Regions from separate parts of the Sus scrofa genome. Here region 1 is linked to region 2. Evidence: chromatin contacts called from public Hi-C data. All regions are on one chromosome and are shown on one strand. The core of a region is the stretch at or near the end of the contact, and the rest is flanking DNA. Distances in the headings are between cores, read along the strand shown. Region 1 overlaps ASB5 (ankyrin repeat and SOCS box protein 5). Region 2 overlaps WDR17 (WD repeat-containing protein 17).

The links. Hi-C and Micro-C count contacts between places; a contact is called where the count stands out from the background.
Region 1: a contact with region 2 is called in a Hi-C map of skeletal muscle, with 2.0 times the contacts expected there. The contact joins two enhancer-like sites. A contact is called at or near these places in 4 of 47 Hi-C or Micro-C datasets (epiblast stem cells, fetal skeletal muscle, psoas muscle and 1 more) and 1 of 2 datasets of contacts at active chromatin or transcription factors (skeletal muscle).

The regions. Positions count from the first base shown.
Region 1 is chr15:38,753,261-38,756,008 of Sscrofa11.1, reverse strand. All of the region lies in intron 2 of ASB5 (ankyrin repeat and SOCS box protein 5), which reads left to right. Among named protein-coding and RNA genes, the nearest start is that of ASB5, 12 kb to the left of the region's middle. Within about 2 kb of position 1,433, at least 2 of the 83 cell types and tissues checked have an H3K27ac peak or open chromatin away from gene starts, as enhancers often do. A contact at or near this core is called in fetal skeletal muscle and skeletal muscle, where this site is marked.
Region 2 is chr15:38,687,829-38,690,780 of Sscrofa11.1, reverse strand. WDR17 (WD repeat-containing protein 17) reads right to left here. Exons shown (of 31, transcript XM_021075880.1): 29 at 2,441-2,542. Among named protein-coding and RNA genes, the nearest start is that of SPATA4, 16 kb to the left of the region's middle. Within about 2 kb of position 1,515, at least 3 of the 83 cell types and tissues checked have an H3K27ac peak or open chromatin away from gene starts, as enhancers often do. A contact at or near this core is called in fetal skeletal muscle and skeletal muscle, where this site is marked.

The DNA.
Region 1 (2,748 bases), core at 184-2,683, 65 kb before region 2:
ACGTATCAGAGATCTGGTCTATTTTTAAAGCTAGCACTATACTTTGAGCCTGACAGGGAAACTAACAGGGGTTGAAAGGTGTCTCCAACTATAATATCGAAATGTGTGGAGAGCAAGTGAGGATGTGGCGGGGGTAGGGGGATGACCCTGGTTTTATGAAGCCACTCTAAGGACCTGGAAGAAGCCACATGTGACTGATATCCCATGGACACTTTAAGAGGAAGCTCCCCTCTTCAGCTAAGGGTCACACTTTCAAGTTCTATCTTAGGCTCTGAGGAAGGTTTAGTAGCTTTACCTACAAGTAGACAAGGTCAGTTCTAAGCATGTTTTATTGAGCACCCTGATGTGAAGGCACTGAAGAAACAGGATATAAAAAAGCAAAAAAAGCAAAATATATTGTTCCCAACTTTAAGTAAGTTATTCAGATCGAGGAAGATGGGTGTATCTACATTTAATCATTATTTTCCAGATATACTAAATGCCAAGTGAGTCTAAAGAATGGAAAAGTCAATTTCAGATTTGGACCTTCGGAGATATTTTCCTGGGGGAGACAGATCTTAAGTTGACCCCCAGATCCCAAAAATAAGCAGAAGCAGGAGTCAGAGGGGTACATAGGATATCCAGAGACAATATATTTGACTTGTGATAGAAAAATGACAATCAACTGGGGCACAGATTGGAAAGAGTTTGAACATCAGGTTAAGCAATTTGAATGTTACTTTGTGTGGTTGTTTTTTTTTTTTTTTTTTTTTTTTTTTGCTATTTCTTGGGCCGCTCTGGCGGCGTATGGAGGTTCCCAGGCTAGGGGTCGAATCGGAGCTGTAGCTGTTGGCGGCGTATGGAGGTTCCCAGGCTAGGGGTCGAATCGGAGCTGTAGCCGCCGACCTACACCACAGCCACAGCAACTTGCGATCCGAGCCGCGTCTGCAACCTACACCACAGCTCATGGCAACGCCAGATCGTTAACCCACTGAGCAAGGGCAGGAATCGAACCTGCAACTTCATGGTTCCTAATCGGATTCGTTAACCACTGCGCCACGACGGGAACTCCTCGAACGTTACTTTGAAGACAGTAGGAGTTGCTGAGAGTGTTTGGTGTCAGTAAACGTGGGAAAATGGAAAGAGACACATATAAAATGTTAATTTAAAGTCAATTTATATCCTAGCGGTCTCTGGAATTGGACAATGGGACAGGTTTGAGATAGGTAGACCAGTTAGGCTCCTGACATAAGGAGATGAGGGCCTGGATGTGTTCAGTTGTGGTGATGGTATGAATAGAAAAGAAAGAATGACAACAAAAAATAAAAAGGGAAAGAAAATAAGGAGGAATGAATCTGCTGATCCCTTTCAATAGCACTGACAGAAAGAGGAGATGTTCCCCTAGGATCTCCCAGAAATAGACATGAACAGATCTAAAGGAAATTCTATGGACCAGAAAGGCTTGATTAGCCACCCAGGCAAGTCTGCAGTTTCCAGCCAGCACTACCCCAGAGATGTGGGTCCTTAGCTGCTTGGTGGATTACCTGTCTCTAGTGTGAAATGTTAGGATGGGTCAGGGAGCTGCAGAAGTAGAATCTGATTTATTTCATGTTTATTCCCTTTGTTCCACTTTTTTGTCACCAAGTAACCTTCTGGTTATGACCTGGCTTTCCATCCACATCTGTTCACAGCAAGAGAATGTACTGGCTGGTCCCAGGAGTGCTTTAGTCCACCTGACTTTTATGGTTCTCGTTGTAAATTAATATGTTTGCATCTCAACATCACTCTGGTGTTCCGTCCTCTTTGAGTTGTAAGTCCCCCTCTAAGATGTGACTTCGCTCCAGCTTTGCTGACAGATCAGGTTTCCAAGCCTGCAAGGCCGCGGGCCAAATTTTAGTCTGTGGAAAATTCATCGAGGTGATGCCTCTGCTTGGATAACAATCTTGTGACACCCAGCTTGTTTGGGCACTCCTTTCACGGCTGAGGCTTTAGGGAGAATATGGAATGGGTGTAGACTCATCTGGTAGAATATTTGTGCTTGTGATTTCAGAATTTGGTTTCACAGTTGCCATTAAGCATGCATTTTTTTTAATCTATTGTTGGCACCGGGAAATAAGATACAGGATAAATGTGCACCATGGGTCAGATGGTAGAAGGACTTGTCATTTAGGAGAAGAGAATAACCTAGGTAGGAAAAGCAACTAGAATTGTGTATAATGTCATAGTCTTTCTCCATCAGTAAGGTCCAGCCCAGGTTTAAAAACAACTTTAGGAATTGAACTCGACAGCCAATGCCAGCAAGGGTAGAACTGTCCATGATACTTGTTCCCAAGGAACAACTTGTTTCCTGAGATTTGGGGTGTTGCTGGGTTGATTGTCTCTGAGGCGAGTTATGTCAGGAACATTTCTCAGAATCTCAGCAATGAAAAATTTCAAGCCAGCCTGTAGACTGACTTGTGTCATGGTGTTCATTGTGTGAAGGTATAAAAATACCTTGAAAATGTGAGAGTTTGGAGACACATTTTCTATACGCAGGTGGAAGAAGGCCACATAAGAATAACTGGAATTGATAGAAATGCCCTTCTGTGACAAACGATGTGACATAATCAAAAGTGTTACCAAAAAAATTTTTTTAAGTGACTTTAACTTTTCCCACATTCTACTATTTTTCAGAAATGCTAGAGCACTTTTTGGGGAGATGAAAAAAAAAATCATACTGTGAGTTAAGACAGGAATCTGGGAACAAAGCTTCCAAGTTTACAAAAGACT
Region 2 (2,952 bases), core at 266-2,765:
TACAAACTCGGTATGTTCTTCAAGGAATTAGTTGACATTTAAAAGTAAAAGCTATTTAAGAGCTAAAAAAAAGAACATAAGATCTTACAGATGAAGTAAAAGTAAGCATTTCTGTAATTTATATTTTGTGGTTACTCATGCTTGTTGTCATCATTCTGCTGGGACATGATCAGAATTGGTGAGAAAAAAGGTACAAATACCCCTTGCCCCCACATATCTCTAATGTTTTAGGAATATTATTTCAAATCAGGTGATACCTTGCTTTTTTCAACCTCAAATTACTGAACTTAAATTTTTTTATAGATAATGTAGCATAGCTCCAAAATAAATTCTTTAATATGACTTCCCTGTCTACAATTTTCCACTTGACAGTAATTTACCTGACCAGAAGTTTTTTCGTTTTTATTTTGTTTTTGTTTGCTTGCTTTATAAAAGCAGAGAAAGGTTTATTGCAGGCCATGCAAGGACATGGGTGGCTCATACCCCTCAAACCCCCCAAACTTCCCAAACAAAATTTTTCCAGTAGTTTTTGATGATCTAGTGTATGTAGAGTATTATTAAAGAGTGGAGGGGAAAACCACGGTAAATAAGTGGAGAGAACACAGTGAAAAAATATTAGTGAAAAGCTTTCAGATGTACAGGAAATTACAAGTAGTTCAGTTTGGCTAAACATGTAAAAGGACACAGTGGGTGACAAGGATGGACTCCAATTTCTGTGGAATTTCAAAGTCAGATTAAGGATTGAGAATGTTACCTGCTCAGCAGTAGGGGGTGTAATAGGGAGGAAAGGGGCAAGGTGACCACAGGAAGGGCTACCACAGGTGACAGTTAGTGGGGCCAGCAACTATGGGGTTACAGGAAATGAGAAAACAAGTAGATGTGGGGATTTACTAAATCAGTGGCTGCTGACAGTGAAGAAAAGCACTAAATCCTGACCCTGAGCACTTAATTCTGGACAACAGAAACATAACGACATCAGAAGAAAGAGAGAACCCAGGAGAAGGAATAGGTTTGAGGAGGAAGATGGTTTTAACTTTGAGTGCAGGGCTTATCTGAGTGGAGGGAGCTGCTGGACATCCACGTGGAAGGAAAAAGAGAAGGAGATGAGAGCAGGAGATAGAACAAGCTGGGGAATGGATGTGAGTGGTTTGGGGATATCAGCTTAAGCAGCCAGGCAGGACAATGGGTACAGCTGTCAGAGAAGTAAAGAGAGGACTTGAAAGTTCTGGAGCTTGAGTTCCTCATCCTAAACTAACGCATTTCTAACTCGTCACATCCTCTCAAATCTCTCCTTCCTTATGAATACAAAGCCTTCTTGTATGCGTGGTATTGTTTCAAAGGACCATCTTCTCTCTTTCATCATTACCAAAGTCAGAGAGAGCTAACACATCGCCTTGAATATTATTAATTCCATGTGACACATCCAACTGTTGGTCTATTTTAATACTGTTAGAAGTTACTTTCTATTCGTGGCAATGCTCCTGCATAGATTTCTCCTGACCGTGTGAATTCCTACTACGCTCTGCTCTGCTCCAGAGGGCAGAGCCACAGCTCCACAAGACCTCCGCCTGGACAAGAGGGAGAAGCTAGCAAGGAGCAAGCTTTGTTTCTCTCAGAACCTTTTGCCCACATGGAGGGGACTCGGAAAAGCTGTTTAATGCTGCTTAAAGCAGAGACTCAGCATTTTTAAGTATAACCCACTCTGCCATTTAGTGAACTAGCAGACTTGGAAACAGTTTTTCAGGGAAGGCACTGGGTTTTATTTTTGAGTATGACAAGTTGTAAGCACAACGGCTGATGTTCAGCAAGCTATGAGAAGATACAGGAGTTTGGCAGGTAGGTTATACCTGAATATAAAATAATTACTTGCCACTCACAGACCCTCTTTACTTTGCATTTTTCTACTGTAGAGATGAGAAAGCTAAAAAACCCAGTTTCTCATATTCTTTTAAAAGTAGGGTTACACTGTTCTGGCTAGTGGGCTGTGGGCAAACTAGCCCTAAGGAAGAAAAGGGTCCTGCCCTCTGTGCTCTCTCCCACCTCTTTCCTGCTTCAAATGTAGACATAACACACAAAGGGCTAGAAGCCACCTGAAAACCTTGGGTCACTCAAGCAAGAGAAAGAAGCCAAGAAGATCAGAGTGGAGAGAGGGGAAGAATCCAGACCCTTGATGGAATCAGCCCTGGAATGCCTACCTCAAGTGTCTTGACATAAAACCAAGAAACCCTCATGTCTCAGCGAGAATCAGGATCTCTGTTCTTTACACCTGAATACACTGCTAGTTCATACTGTTTATTTCTGCATTAATAGGAAGCACATGCTTGGTAAATAAATGGATGCCAGTAAAATGTAGTTGCTGCTTCTGTGATACACTTGGATACTAACCATCTCAGTGAGAGGCAGTTCTCTCAATTCACACTAGAAGAGGAACTGCTTTTACCTTGTGTACTCATAAAGTGCAGGAACGATGCTTTGGTACTGTCTTCTGATAGCCAGCAACGCACCAACATAGCCACATAGTATCAGCAGTTCATTTCGTGCTCTAGAAGACAATATGTTTATGGTTTAAAGTTCCATAATTCGAGGTAGAGAACATTGCTCTCATACATAGTTATTGCCTTTGGATCTCTATATTTTGGTGGGTGACATTTTCAGCAAAATATGCTTAGAAAATTTTCTAAAATTTGAAGATGTTTTATTCATCAGTTAACTCCTATTCAGACACATCTACAATAACATAAATTGTAATTTAAAATAAAAAATCTTTAAATAATATTTAACACTTGCCTTTTTTTTTTTTTTTTTCTATTCCTTGTCTGTTCCCTCTTGTAATTTCTCCCAAAGTAACGCATTTGGTCAGCTTGAGGGGTTCCTGGCATATTGTGTGGACTCTAGGGAAGGGGGAGGACACCCCCTGCATCCATGCCCTGCTGGGAAAACTTGCCAAGGTTT